5 separate regions of the Mus musculus genome follow, and regions 2, 3, 4 and 5 are each linked to region 1. The links are chromatin contacts, called in public ChIA-PET, HiChIP or PLAC-seq and promoter capture Hi-C maps. All regions are on one chromosome and are shown on one strand. The core of a region is the stretch at or near the end of the contact, and the rest is flanking DNA. Distances in the headings are between cores, read along the strand shown.

Region 1 (2,817 bases), core at 126-2,625:
CGATCTCCAGAGACAATATATGCAGACAGTATATGCAAGCACAGCTTGGGGAAGAGATGCTGGCTGGAGACATTGGGCACCATCAGCATAGAGGTGGGAGGAGAGGAATAGGTCATCTTCAGAGTGTAGTGTAAGCTGAGAACCTGTGTAGGAAGAGAGGAGAATTTGCAGGCGTCTTACTTCTTGTCTGGGAAGAGGAGTAAGCCAGTTAGAGAAAACCAGGAATGTAAAGGGGAGGGAGGAGAGAAGGCCCAGAGGAAGACGATGGAGGTTGAAGGTAATTGGGTTGGGGGTGGGGGGTGGGCAGGGTCAGGGTGGCATTGAACATTGTGGTGCAGTGGACCCATTGAAGAGATGAGCTTGAAGGCCCCATATAGCGGATAGAGGTGCAGGCATTGGAATAAGGATGTAATTGTCAAGTAATTTGGCTATGGGGTGGAGAGAAGGCTCAGCAATTTAGGAGCACTTGATTCTCTTCCAGGGTTTCTAGCATTCACACCCAGCAGCTCACAACAGCCTATAACTGGTGGTGACGTTCAGATAGCTGTGCGGCTACAGCTCATCTTTATGTTGAAATATTATGTATCAGTAGGTAGTAAGTAATGAGTAGCTGCAACAGCAGGAAAAACACTTGGAACTCAAGATCCCCACAGCCTTGGGTAAAGGGTCGGTCCACCGCACCTGCGACTCCGCAGTGCCACCTGCTGGTCAAGATGCGTCATGGCTGCGCAGAGGAAACCCTGACGTCGCGCGACGTTCGATGGAGCTGGGCTGTGGTGCACCCCTTTAACCCCAGCTTTTCAGGCTGAGACAAGAGGATTGCTGTGAACAGATAGGCTATCCTGGGCTAAATAACAAGACCTTATCTCATACCACAAATAAAAATTATCTTAGAGCTATTGCGTTGCTGCTGTTTTGAAACCGTTTAGCTTCGTTCTTCTACTCGTAGCAGATTTCAATGGTTGGAAAAAGTCATTTATTTATTTATTTATTTATTTATTTATTTATTTATTTATTTATTTATTTATTTATTTATTTGGTTTTATTTTTTGAGACAGGGTTTCTCTGTGTAGCCCTGGCTGTCTTGGAATTCACTCTGTAGACCAGGCTGGCCTCGAACTCAGACACCAACCTGCCTGCCTAGTGCCGAGTGTTAGGATTAAAGGTGTGTGCCACCACGGCCAGCTCGAGATAATTTCTAATACCATCTGACAGTCCATTCTTTGGGTGAAATGGTCCCCCATAGGTTCAAGTGTTTGAACGGTCGGTCCCCAGCTGCTAGCGGTTTTTGGGGAACCTTTAAGAAGGTGGAGCCTTGATAGCGGAAGTCCCACCCAACGGGTGAAGAAGACGGATGTGTTTCGCCCGTGGGCTTGGCTTTGCGTCTAGTCCGGCGTCGCAGACCGGTTTCGCCATGTCTCTTCCTCAAACGGTAAGCCCACGAAAACCTTTTAAAGTCGCTGTTTGTTTGTTTTGGTCAGAAATGTCGGTTATCAAATCTAGAAAAGCGTACAATCGTCAAGCCTTCGCAACTTGAAGCGCCTACTATAGTATTTTTCATTTTAATTTTCTCGGCTCAACTAAGCTTACTTAGTAGATTTATTCATTCATTTCAGGACAGGTTTTCTCTGTGTAGCCCTGACTTTCCTGGAGCTCGATCTGTTGACTAGGCTGGCCTCGAACCCAGATCTATCTGCCTAGGCCTACGGAGTGCTGGAAATAAAGACCTGCACCACCATGCCCGGCCCTCATTAGATTTTAATTTCCCCAGCTTTATTTATTTAGGTGTAAGTGACAAAAATTGCACACGTTTGAAATATATAACGTGGTGTGTTAAAACACATTGTTTAGGGCCGCGGAGGTTGCTTAATCGGTAAAGAGCTTGCTTTGTAGCACAGGACCTCCGAGGTTGATCATCGGAAATCGCTTTAAAAATGTGAGCGTGGTGGCTTGTTATGAAAACCCAGCTGGGAGGAAGACAGGCCGATCCCCGGGACTACTCGGGACTACTCGGTGAACCGCAGTAGCCTAAGTAGTGAGTCTTAGAGGAAAAAAAAATGGAGGCTGTGTTAGGAAAGATACAGTTGTCCTCTGGTCTCCACTCTTCACACCTTATAAAGGGAATGGTGGTAGGCACGGTGTCTCACTCCTTTAATGCCAGCATTCAGGAGGTGGATTTCTGTGAGGTCAGGATGAATGAGCCATGGAAGAGATTAAGCCAGTTACTCAGAGAACTCGATATTGGTTTTTTTTTTTTTTGGAGGGGGGGGGACTGGGGGGGGGGCGGTCTTGCTATGTAGTAGGGTCTGGCCTGGACTCTGTCTGCCTTTGCCTATTGAACGCTAGGATTAAAGGCATTCGCCACCATGTCTGGTTGAAATGAAGTTCTTGATGTGTTAGAAGTCTAATAAGCAGGGCTGGAGAGAGGGCTCAGCAGGTAAGAGCACCGGCTGCTCTTCCAGAGGACCCAGGTTCAGTGTCCAGCACTGGTGGCTGCATGCAGGCAAAAATATTCATACATTGGATCCTGGGTGGTCACAGGAAACATTGTTTAATGAAAGTTGCTAGCCCAGATCACATTCTTGCTGAGTTGAAATTTGGTGCTGGTAGTTCATAGCATGTCCGTACACAGCAGGGAAAATACAGATGGTATTATCCGCCCGAGAAGATTGCTCAGACATGGGTTTAAGCCACTAGAAAGTCTTTAGTAGCTGGCTGGGGGTGACACTGAGTGTCCAGGCTCCCAGTGTCCCCGAGTCTTTCTCTGAGTGAACTTTTTTTTTATTGTTTTTTTTTTATTAGGTATTTTCCTCGTTT
Region 2 (2,817 bases), core at 81-2,580, 460 kb before region 1:
CAGACTGTGATGGACGGCAGGGGGTTCCTGGCAGGGGCAGGGCACAGTTCCAGAAGGGCTTTGGGATGGACTGGAGAGATGGCTAAGTGGTCCTAAGCACTGGCTGCTCTTCCGGAGGATCTAGATTAAAATCTTAACAACCACATGGAGTCGAACAACTGTTTATAACTCCAGTTCTGGTGGATTCAATGCCTTCTGACCTCCCTGTGCATCACTTGTATGTAAAACACTCACATTTTCTTTTTCTTTTCTTTTCTTTTTTTTTTTTTTTTTTTTTTTTTGGTTTTTAAGACAGGGTTTCTCTGTGTAGCCCTGGCTGTCCTGGACCTCACTCTGTAGACCAGAAAGAAAGGAAAGAAGAAAAAAAATCTGTGTGTGAGAGGAGGGAGGAAGAGTAACAATGGGTTAAAACCTTGGGAGCCTGAGGGAGATGGTCCAGGATCAAGATGGATGCTCTGGGGCCAGGGCTATCAAGTGGAAACCAAGTTTCCCTGATCAGCCATAAGTAGAATCCCAAACCGACCAGGTGGGGACAGATGTGTGGGGATTGGAGCTGTAGTCCAGACACTCTCAAGCCTTCTGAAGCAATCTCTCTTGGTGGTGGTGGTGGTGGTGGTGGGTGTGTCTTAAGGACCCTGATGCTCAGGGCCATCCTGAAGAAGGAAGATTTCTAGGGTTACAAGGGCAGGGGTGGGGGAGGGGAGCTCTTCCTGAGTCTTTGGTGTTGATGCAGTCACCTCTGCATGGGGTCAGGAACCAGGATATCCTGGCTTCCCGCGTCACCCAGGTGGCTCCCCCTGGAATTCCTTAGATGTCACTGCCTGGGAAGTTCCCAGTGACTGACTGAGGTGACATGCCAGAGAGCATGGTCCAGAGGGGAGTGGGGGGACGGAGCTCCGAGGCTGAGATGCCAGTCTAGAGGGTGCTTTCTGACCCAGGCGTCCCGCCTCTGCCTCTAATTACCAAGCTTCCCCACGCGAGGTTTGCCCCCATTTTGTGGCTTCCAATAACTATCACGGATGAAAGGTAGCCTTCCTTGTGATTATAAAGATGACAGGTGGGTCCTGATTCCTGCCGGGTGTGGATGGAGGAGGTGTGAAAACAAGGGTGGAGCCTCCTGGGGTCTGGGTCACTGATAGACCCGGCTGCCCCCGGCCCCCGGGACTGGGGGACAGAAAAGAGGGATGCTTACTGGCAGGTTCTTTGTAAACGGGTTTGACCAGTTAGGCTCTGGTAGGGATTCCTTAGGGTGCTGAGCTGGCCCCTCCCCACAGACTGGCCACCCCCTCTACCTCCTCTGCTATAAAGCCTCTTAGGTTCTCAAGCACCTAGACTCGGAGCACCCCGCCTTGGGGGCCAGTAGACAGCCATGATGCTCACCTGGAAGCTGCTAGGCCTGCTGGTCCTTTGCCTGTGTGCAGGAGGTGAGTCGTCAGAATAGGCCAGGAGCACAGCTGGGGTGATGGAGATGGTCGAAATGACCCACCCTTAGGGAGGGGACGCCCCCAGGAGGAAAGGAGTAAGAGGAACGCAGAGCAGAAGGGATTCTTGGAGTGTCCTTAGTGGGGAAGCTCAGGGGATTGCAGGCAGGGGCACCTTGATTCTGAATATGTTGCTGGGTCAGGTGGAGGGATGCGATAGAGTTGTGTGGAGTCACCAGGCCTAGGGAGTCACTGGGACTGAGGGCTGGTTATTACAGAGATGGCGCCTGAGTGACAGGTGGGGCCAAGACCACTTCCAGTGCAGACCACCCTGGGGGAGGTTCCAGTGGAGTATCCCAACCAAGGTTGAACAGAGAACCATTTGGAAGTATGATCGTGTCAGTGGTCCGGATGAGCCTAGGGCTTTCACACCGTGTGAAGATGGCCTCAGTGTTTGGGAAATGTATGGAGAGCACTTTGGGGGTCACTCTGAGATCTGTTTTGGGGCTCAGGCTGTGCTAGTCTAAGTGAGGCTCAACCTTTGGGTATGAAGCTGGGTGGGAAGTGTTCTGCGACTGTATCTCTTATTCTCCTTCCTCCTCTACAGGCATTTCAGGCAATGGCGACCCTTCTCCCGGATCTACAGACACCCACGAAGAGGAGGACTCCCCACCATTGCCTCTGGGACCCCCAATCCCTGGTGATCCCTGGCCTGGGGCGCCTCCTTTGTTTGATGAACCTCCGCCTCCAGGCTCCAACCGTCCCTGGAGAGATCTTCCTGACAGTGGTGCCTGGCCCCCAAAGCCCCCAAGCACTGATCCCCCTAAACCTCCTCTGCCTGATGACCCCTGGCCAGCAGGAACCCAGCCCCCAGAAAACCCCTGGCCTCCTGCCCCTGAGATGGACCATGAATCTCAGGAGGAGCCAGACCTTGACCCACCCCAGGAAGAGTATAGATAGGGGACCCTAGGGAACGTGAGCCTCCACAGAGCACACCAAAGCCCACCTTTTTCATTGGCTGCCCGCTTAGAATCTCAATTTTCCCTAATCCCTTAGTTCCCTTCCTCAGTCTCTGTTTGAATTGTGTTCTATGTTGGAAGTGTCTATGCTCTGCAACCCCCCCTCCCTCCACTTTGTGGTCCCTGTTCAGTCATTATGTTGTCCCTTCGCTTCTCTTGATCAGCAGAAAGCACACTCCTACCTCACTCAGCCTGTTCTTGCTTGTCTAGACCTGGACTTCTAGGCAGAGCCTGAGCTCTGTGCTCTCTGCTGCCCCCTGGTTTTCTTAGCTGGGAACTGACAGTCGATCAGGATGGTGCTTCCAATGGAAAAATAAAAGCCACGTTTTCTTCTGAATCTAGTCTGCTTTTTTTACCGTTGCTTAGGTTTTTAAATA
Region 3 (2,817 bases), core at 151-2,650, 320 kb before region 1:
TCTCTTGACCTACGGTTGACATTAGCCCTTGGCTAAAAAAAAGGTGTGTGCTTAGGGCTGAGCCACAATAACAAGGTTTTTCTGGTTCATAATCTTGGAGTTCACTATGTGATCAAATACCCTGCAACCTCTGTCTCTCAAACGTCTCATGCCATCTCCCACGTCCTTAGCAGTCCCACTGTCCCCACAACCTCTTTCTGGTTTGGACTGACACACTTTGGAGTAATGTCTAACACCCTGGTACTCACGCTGGGCTAATAAGCCTCTCCCCGTGCTAACTAATTTCAGTCTGCAGGCCCCATTACATTCTCCAAACATCCCCTTTGCTCTGAAGGCTCCTCACCTGAAGACAGCCAGACAAGTGGCAGGGTGCCCATACAATCGGTCCAGCACCCCAGGGCTCAGGCCTCCTAAGAACTCCTGGAGATTCCTGCATTGTAGGTGTGCTCGGTTCAGTCCACCCCTCGCCGGGGTGATCTCCATCACCTGAGAGGGACAAATGTCAGAACTCCCACATGACCCAGGCCTATATCACTGACTCCAGATCTATTAGGTTCACTTTCTGTACTTTCCTGTCTGATGCCACTTATCACCTATTCCTCCCAAACCCCTCGTGTCCTGCTTCTTTTCTTCATTATGCAGCTCACAATGGCCTTGAATTTGCTATGGAGCCAAGGATGGATTTGAACCCCTGATCCATCTGCCTTTACTTCCCAAGTGGCCACCAGGCTTTTCATCCCATATCTGCCCTTGAAGTTCAGCCTTTGTTCAGTCTCCAGGAGGTGGAATTAGTCTCATTTTTGTGTATGGTCCTGAGGATCAAATCCAGATCCTCACCGGTGTGGACTGAATTACTTATCGTTTCATACTTGCGAGTGTTTTGCATATCAATGACATCTCAAGTTCACCTAAGCATTGACAAAGATACTTATTTGAGCCCAGGCTTCTCTCTCTTGTCCACCCTCCTGGTCAGATCAGTCCAAATGGGTCAAATCCTTAGCTCTCATCTGGGGACACGGCTATAAACTGCCTCATGCTTACCAACCTAAATCCCTTTCTATCCCTTTCCCTCCAGCCAGCCTTACCCCTCTCACTGAGACCCACGCCTCTGAGCTCCTCACATCTCCCCGACTTTCCTTTCACTCCGCTTCTCGCTCAACTCTCTCCCTTACCCTTCTCAAACCCCCTCACCACTCGGCTCCCCCTCGCGCACCCCGGGTCACCAGCCGTCGCCTAATCAGTGCTAATGTCTCGCATTGGCTCCTGGAAATAAAGGATGAGAATTCTAAAAGGTGGGAGAACCACGAAGAACTTCACAGACAGGACCCAGTCAATAAGCAGTCCAAAGAGAAGGGAGAGCAGAGAAATGTGTCAAGAGTAAAGGGGGTTAGAATAGGCAATGCACTCGCCTGTCGCAAGGCATCTTGGGAATTGTAGTCCTCTTCTAGCCTACATTGGAGACTATGAGTCAGGCTCTGACTACAAATCCCTAAAGGCACCGCAAGAAGGCCGGCCGAGAAAAGGTGGCTTTTCATTGGGATTCCCTAGAAACATCCGAAGTCAGACCTTTTGATTCCGCGCCTCTCTCCCCTATACAGCAAGGTGAATCTCTTGTCAGATCAGGAGGAGGCAGCAAACCTGGAGGAGCTCCGGGGCCTCCTATCGGAGACGTACTAAAGCAGCTTAGTGGTGTTATGTTAGATGTAGAGACCTCAAACTGGGTTTCTTTCTTTCTTTCTTTCTTTCTTTCTTTCTTTCTTCCTTCTTCTTATTTTTTTTTTAGGTTTTTCGAGACAGGGTTTCTCTGTATAGCTCTGGCTGTCCTGGAACTCACTTTGTAGACCAGGCTAGCCTCGAACTCAGAACTCCGCCTGCCTCTGCCTCCCGAGTGCTGGGATTAAAGGCGTGCGCCACCACACCCGGCGACAAACTGGGTTTCTTGACCTCTGTTGTTCCTCACGAAACTGAGATAATGATCAGTGCAGAACATCTTCACATGACGTGGATCAACACAATTGCCCTCATTTGGAGCTCAATCAATCAAAATGTCTATGTGAAGTCAGATTCCCTGGAACTGGAATTACATACAGCAGTGAGCTGTTATGTTAGTGCTAGGAATTGAACTTGGGCCCTTTGGAAGGACAGCCATCTCTCCACCATCCTCCCACCTGCTCACTCAATCTTAATCTCTTCCAACTCCCTGGGGAGTTAGAAGATTACATTGCAATTTTTAAGAGAAAGCTATCATTTGCCCTGATTTGATTTATGAATTTATCCTAGGCAAGACAAGGGAAAGGGAAAATGACATCAACTAAGGTCATCTGTAGGGTCTCCAATTCTTATGGGGGCAAATTCTGTTATTCTTACATCACAGGCTATCAAGCTCAACAAGAATAAGAGATCTGAGCCGGGTGTGGTGGCGCACGCCTTTAATCCCAGCACTTGGGAGGCAGAGGCAGGCAGATTTCTGACTTCCAGGCCAGCCTGGTCTACAAAGTGAGTTCCAGGACAGCCAGGACTATACGGAGAAACCCTGTCTCGAAAAAAACCAAAAACAAACAAACAAACAAACAAACAAACAAAAACAGAATAAGAGATCTGCACAAGAAAGTCCCAGTACCGAGATGAGAAACACATTTACCAAGGGCAAAAATGGTAAGGCCATGTAAGGACTTGATTATGCTTTACTATGTATTTTAAGGAAAATCACTGGCTGGTGAGATGGCTCAGTGGGTAAAGGCTTTGCTATGTTGTGACCTGAAGAGAGGGGGAGAGATATCCAACTTCCATGCCCATGCCATGGCGATGTGAATCCCA
Region 4 (2,817 bases), core at 107-2,606, 280 kb after region 1:
TCCTTAGATAGTCAGTGATTAGGAAGGAAATTAGCCAGGTATGGTTAATACTAGGTAGGTAGCGCATGTACCGAGGAGGCAAAGGCAGGAGCCTCAGGAACTCGAGGCCAGCCTAAATTAAATATAACCAATAAATAGTTATTGGTCTCAATAAATGAATAAGTGTATGGAAAGAGACAACCAAAGCTCTCCATTCTTAAGATGTCAATACATAAGTAAGCTAATTTATCTGGTCCCATAACCCCCTACTTTCCTTCTGTCCCAAAAGGGGCCCCCCAAAAAGGAAGGAAATTTGATAGGTCTACCCATCGACAGAAAAGTGCCCATGTAATGAATTGGGGCAACAATGATTATTTCTGTATACTGGTGGTACAAATGGAAGGATTTTAAGTAGGAGTTGGTAACTTATCCTCTTTTAATGGAGAAAAGAATTGATCCAGATAAGTACAGTTGGATGATTTCTTTCTTCTCTGCCCATTAGAATCCAGTTTTGACTAGTGACTTAGCCTCCTCCTCCTCAATCCTACAGATAAGTGGCATCCTCACCTAAAACTGAACCATATTCACACTTGAGAGACCTGCATGTATCTAATTAGCAAATAGATGGTATGAGAGAGAAACGGGCTCAAGGATAGTGAAGAACGGAGAGGATTTGGAGCTGGGGGTGGTGTGGTGGTGGTGTAGAGGGCAGCCATAATATGGCCTTGTGCTCCTCTGGCTTGATCCTTCCTCCCACTCTCCATTACTCGATCTCAGTGTAAGTAATCGCGTCAGAGACGTCCACGTTTTGCCTTTAATCACTATTGGGTACCACCTCAGGAGCCTCTTTCAAGCACTGGCCACAACTCTGTCCCACCCGTTCTCCATCTTCTCCAGCCATATCGGGAGCATGAGGACCAGAGTGAGGGAGCATACGTCGTGCTTGGCAGGGAGGAACGGATGCGTGTCTAAGTGAGGGAGAGGTGTGACGTGAAGGTGGGATGCCCGCTGCCATGTCGCAGCCCAGACCCGCGATGACTGCGTCAGTTTCACCCGGGGAGACCAAAGGCAGCGGGACAGGGGAACGGCGGGGTAGCCAAGCAACGCCGGACGCGCTGACGTCGCCGGGGCGGCAAACGTCCTCCGGGCCCGAGGCGGGCGGAGGCAGCTGTGGTTGCGCGCCGGCCGGCTGACGTACTCGCCGGGCGTAGGGCCGCGGCGAGAGGAGCCCGCTCGCTGGAGCCGGCTGCGGGACCCTTGTGGCGGCGGCGCAGCACCTACCTTCCCGGCTCCGGGTCCCGGAGTGCCGGGCGCGGAGCCGCCGGAGCACTGCCTCCCTCCTTCCTCCTCCCCTCACCCCCGCCCCGCGGCGCGACACACAATACTCGCCGGAAGCGGAAGCCGCGCTGCGGCGATGGAAGACAGCTGCGCGGCGCCGAGCCGCCGTGCCAGGGCCTAGTCGGGCCCGCGGCGGGTGGCGGGCGGAGAGCCGGAGGCGAGGGCCTGCGCGGCTAGTTTACCGGGCGAGAGGGAACCCGCCGCTTCCCGTGGCTGAGGTGCTGGCGCCCAGGTGACCAGAGCGGTCCCCCGGAGACTGAGGGCCGCGCATGCGCGTGGCGAGACGCCGAACCCCATGGCGGGCAGCGCGCCGTGGCTGGGCTGGCAGAGCTGCGCGGTCAGCGAGCCCGCAGAGGCTCAAGCTGGTCCTCGGTGGGGCTGGGAACCGCAGAGGCCTGGGCGGCTACGGGTTGTGGGCGTTGGGCCACACTTTCCCGGTCTCCGGGTCAATTCTGGGGGAGGGTTGCTGTTTAAGGCGGCGGTGTATTACGTGGCCGACCTGAGAGTCTATGCTGGCACGTCACTTCCGACTGGCTGAGGTTTGGCAATTTAACCGGCAAGCTGTAGTAGGTGAGTTATCTTGGCTGCAGACCGAGGTGCGTCTTTTCCCCTCCTCCGGTTGGGTGATGTATTAGCCAGGGGTTCTCTAGAGCTACAGAACCTAGTGAATGTTTCTCTCTCTATAATTAATCGTGATGACTTACAGGCTAACCCAACAATGGGCAGCTGTGGATGGGAAGTCCAAGAATCTAGTAGTTGCGCAGTCCCACGTGGCTAGTTCTTTCAGCTGGTCTTCTGTAGAAGTAGGTTCCGACAGATGTGCTGGCAAGTAAGTGCAAGCCCGTGAAGAAGAGAATCTTCCTTCTTCCTATGTCCTTATGTAGACTTCCAGCAGAAGGCGTGGCCCAGATTAAGGTGTGCACCACCTTGTTTGGATTTGGGACTTGCTTTCTCCCGGGCTGACTTTGAACTCAGAGAACTCCTTGCCCCAGTCTGGGATTGAAGTCGTGTACTGCCTTGCCTGGTCCTAAACTTAATGGCCACTGTACCTCAAGATCTCCATGTCAAGATCCAGGTCAGAAACTTGTGTCTTCCAGCCTCAAGATCTGGATCACAGGTGAGCCCTCCAATTCTGGGTTGTAATTCCTTCCAGATAGTCAAGTTGACCACCAGGAGTAGCCACCACAGCTGACATTAGCGAAACGCTTTCCCTGGCTGGAGCTGGAGTGTAGAAAACCGGTCTAGTTCGGTGCTTTGCTGCCCCTGCATCTAGGATGCCAGGAGGACCAAATCCTGTGCTCAGGAAACACTGGGTGGGAACCAAAGCCTGCTTCTTTCTCTTTGAAGACCTTGCTTAAGTTTCTCTGGGAGAGCAGATGGAGCTTATGGATAGACTCCAGACTTGCACATTGGCCTCCTTGTTGTGTTTTATAAAAAGATAAGGAGAGAAGGAGTGTGTTTGGTGGAGGTGTAGTCAGGTGTGGGAGGAGGGGTGCCTCT
Region 5 (2,817 bases), core at 174-2,673, 260 kb before region 1:
ACCAAACAGGGACTCTGCCAGCTGAGGTACATCCTCAGCCCCATAGAAGCACAAAACAAAACTGGACGTCTTCTTTCCCTCAGTCCTCTTCTTGACATAAACATCTTGACAGATGTCATTATTTGTCCACGTATGACCAGAAGAGGCTTGGCTGACACTCGGAAGTCAACTCTACCCCTTTTTAGACTCCCATAAGATAGCCAGCTATTTCCCCAGGATAAGGCACATTGCCCTTTTCACTCAACTCAAGATTTAGTAGAGAGAAGTTCACAGCAAAGAAAGGAACGATTTGGGCTGGAGAGATGGCTCAGTGGTTAAGAGCACTGACTGCTCTTCTGAAGGTCCCGAGTTCAAATCCCAGCAACCACATGGTGGCTTACAACCATCCATAATGAGATCTGACACCCTCTTCTGGTGTGTCTGAAGACAGCTACAGTATACTTAGATATAATAATAAATAAGTCTTTAAAGAAAAAAAAAAGAAAGGAACGATTTAGCACAGATTAGTGACCTGCTTATGCTTGGGGCATTGGAGTAGAAGCTAAGTATTCTTAAGGCAACTTAAGCACTATTTAAATAGCTCCTGAGGGTCATCCAGATGTCTTGGGTAAAGGTACTTGCCACCATGCCTGATAATCTGAATTCAGTCCCTGGCAGCCACATGGTAAAAGTGAGAGCTCACTAGTCCATTCACCTCCACACACACAAAATGAAATAAATGGGGAAAAAATGTGATTTTTAAAAAAGGACTGTTGGGCCGGGCAGTGATGGCGCTCACCTTTAATCCCAGCACTTGGGAGGCAGAGGCAGGTGAATTTCTGAGTTCAAGGCCAGCCTGGTCTACAGAGTGAGTTCCAGGACAGCCAAGGCTACACAGAGAAACCCTGTCTCGAAACTCCCCCCCCCCCAAAAAAAAGGACTGTTGGTATCAGTGATAGACCCTCTTCCCTTTACATAAATTGTTGGGGCAGGGTGATTTGACTCCCTGCATGACAGCTGTTGGATCCTTCCCAGGTGTCTCCTTACCTTAACTGACAGACTGTCAACCAGCAGCCAGCCAAACTGCCTTTTGTTGACCATACCCAACTTTCAACTCAGTTCTTAGGTTGGTGAGGAGATGCAGCAGAAGCAGAGACAGTGAGGCAGCAGCCACTGCTGCAGCAGCTAGGGATGAGTCGCATTAATGAGGGGCTGGGGGGCCATGGAAGGAAAGAGGAAGTGGGAGAGAGGAAGGAGCTGAGGCTGAAGGTAGACGGACGGTGAAGAACCAGAGAACCCTGTGGGCCTCTGTCACTGGAAGTGTTCCAGGAGCTGACAAGCTTAAAGGATGGAGGATCCCAGCACCAAGGCCCAGGGATTATAAATACTTGCTGCTGTTGAGGTCTGAGTCCCAGTACTCAGCCCAAGAACAGCGATACCAGCCACCAGAGCTACAGCTCCCCCTCCTGGCCAGCTGAGGTCCCAGCGTCTGATCCTGCTTTCAAGAGTTGCAGCACCAAGCTGGGCAGGAGTGGAGCACACCTTTAATCCCAGCACTCTGGAGGCAGAAGCAGGAGGACCTTTTGGATTTGAGGCCAGCCTGGTCTACAGAGTGCGTCCCAAGACAGCCCGGGCTACCAGAGAAACTCTGTATCCGGAAACAGCAACACAGTTGCAGCATCCGCAGCGGCAGCTGGAAGCAGAGGATTGTGAAAGCGGCCAGGCATTAGAGGTTACAGCACAGAGCTGCAAGCCGCTGGCCCAAGGCTTTGGCGCCACAGGTTCTGGCATCTAGAGCCTGGAGCAATAGGCCCTGAGCCTTAGGCACCCAACAGCTGGGACTGCCAGTTCTGGAAGAGCTTACTGCCTACCAATAATTCCTAGCTCAGTAGAGCCCAAGGGCACCAGTCAGCTTACTGAAAAACAATTAAATAGCTTGTCTTTCATCTTCCTCCTGGGGGCTTTTTATACTTGAAGAGTGAGGGTTTGTTTTCAAATCAGTGAGCCTCACAGAAGGCTTGTAATTAAATTTTAAAAGCTTTAGGTGTTTAGAGAGATGGCTCAGAGGTTAAGAGCCTATGCTGTTCTTCCAGAGTATGCAAGGACAGTTCCCAGCACCCATGTCTGATGGCTCACAGTCACCTGTAACTCCAGCTTTAGGGGAACTGACACCTTCTTTAGGGCACGGGCCACAGCTCAAGTGTGGAAATCAGAGGACAATGTCAGGAGTCAATTCTCTCCTCCCACCACGTGGTTTTGGGGGACTGAACTCAGATTGTCAAGTTTGGTGGCAAGTGCCTTTTTTTGCTGTCCCCTCGTTGGCCCCTAACAATGTCTTGTAGCAATGGGTCCAGATTTGGTTAGCCAGGAATTTGCTGTATAGACCAGGCTGCCCTGTCTCTTTCTCCCAAGTGCTAGGGTCAAGGATGAATGTACGCTACCACCCCAGGCTCTCCAGCCCCATTAATTTTACTTTTAAACTATTTTTATTGTTTTAATTATGTGTATGCGACTGTGTGTATGTGTATGCATGTGAGTGCAGGTGCTTGTGGAGGCCAGAGACATCAAAGACCCCTAGAGCTGGAGTTATAGACGATTGTGAGGTGCTGGATACCAGCATGCTAGGAACCAAAGCCGAGTCCTCTGAAAGAGCAGTACATGCTCTTAATCACCGAGTCAGCTCTCCAATCCCCTCTTACTTTTTATTTTGAGAGAGAGTCTGCTGGACACAAATTAGCTCAAACTCAATAAGGCAATCGTGGCCTGCCAGCCTCTGGAGTCACTGGCATGCACCATAACACCCACCAAGGAAAGGGTTGCAAACTCAACCCTGTACTG

The links. Promoter capture Hi-C pulls out the DNA fragments that hold promoters and counts their contacts. ChIA-PET counts read pairs in DNA pulled down with a chosen protein or histone mark. HiChIP or PLAC-seq counts read pairs in DNA pulled down with a chosen protein or histone mark.
Region 2: a promoter capture Hi-C map of cranial neural crest shows a contact between it and region 1. The contact joins the promoter of Psors1c2 here to the promoter of A930015D03Rik in region 1. A contact is called at or near these places in 1 of 39 promoter capture datasets (cranial neural crest) and 1 of 9 other capture datasets (adipose tissue).
Region 3: an RNA polymerase II ChIA-PET map of memory CD8 T cells shows a contact between it and region 1, with 13 read pairs. The contact joins the promoter of Gtf2h4 here to the promoter of A930015D03Rik in region 1. A contact is called at or near these places in 1 of 484 Hi-C or Micro-C datasets (the G1E-ER4 cell line), 1 of 115 datasets of contacts at active chromatin or transcription factors (memory CD8 T cells) and 1 of 9 other capture datasets (liver).
Region 4: a contact with region 1 is called in an H3K27ac HiChIP or PLAC-seq map of T-cell acute lymphoblastic leukemia, with 3 times the contacts expected there. The contact joins the promoter of Trim39 here to the promoter of A930015D03Rik in region 1. A contact is called at or near these places in 9 of 39 promoter capture datasets (the C10 cell line, the HPC-7 cell line, cranial neural crest and 4 more), 2 of 15 datasets of contacts at CTCF or cohesin (the NIH/3T3 cell line and large pre-B cells), 17 of 484 Hi-C or Micro-C datasets (the 3T3-L1 cell line, CD4 T cells, the HL-1 cell line and 10 more), 10 of 115 datasets of contacts at active chromatin or transcription factors (the SCID.adh cell line, T-cell acute lymphoblastic leukemia, cardiomyocytes and 7 more) and 1 of 9 other capture datasets (adipose tissue).
Region 5: a contact with region 1 is called in an RNA polymerase II ChIA-PET map of memory CD8 T cells, with 69 read pairs. The contact joins the enhancer-like site here to the promoter of A930015D03Rik in region 1. A contact is called at or near these places in 4 of 39 promoter capture datasets (the C10 cell line, the HPC-7 cell line, cranial neural crest and 1 more), 2 of 15 datasets of contacts at CTCF or cohesin (both in embryonic stem cells), 14 of 484 Hi-C or Micro-C datasets (B cells, CD4 T cells, the G1E-ER4 cell line and 7 more) and 3 of 115 datasets of contacts at active chromatin or transcription factors (effector CD8 T cells, embryonic stem cells and memory CD8 T cells).

The regions. Positions count from the first base shown.
Region 1 is chr17:35,993,129-35,995,945 of GRCm38.p6, forward strand. It overlaps A930015D03Rik (RIKEN cDNA A930015D03 gene), which reads left to right and starts at 1,376. Exons shown (of 2, transcript NR_015618.2): 1 at 1,376-1,432.
Region 2 is chr17:35,531,871-35,534,687 of GRCm38.p6, forward strand. Psors1c2 (psoriasis susceptibility 1 candidate 2 (human)) reads left to right here and starts at 1,331. Exons shown (of 2, transcript NM_020576.2): 1 at 1,331-1,424; 2 at 2,029-2,777. The coding sequence starts at 1,370. The coding sequence ends at 2,381.
Region 3 is chr17:35,672,343-35,675,159 of GRCm38.p6, forward strand. It overlaps Gtf2h4 (general transcription factor II H, polypeptide 4), which reads right to left and starts at 1,401. Exons shown (of 14, transcript NM_010364.4): 1 at 1,214-1,401; 2 at 344-486. The coding sequence starts at 483.
Region 4 is chr17:36,270,077-36,272,893 of GRCm38.p6, forward strand. Trim39 (tripartite motif-containing 39) reads right to left here and starts at 1,357. Exons shown (of 7, transcript NM_178281.1): 1 at 1,261-1,357.
Region 5 is chr17:35,735,043-35,737,859 of GRCm38.p6, forward strand. No RefSeq gene overlaps it. Among named protein-coding and RNA genes, the nearest start is that of Gm4577, 32 kb to the left of the region's middle. Within about 2 kb of position 1,424, at least 49 of the 459 cell types and tissues checked have an H3K27ac peak or open chromatin away from gene starts, as enhancers often do. A contact at or near this core is called in the G1E-ER4 cell line and memory CD8 T cells, where this site is marked.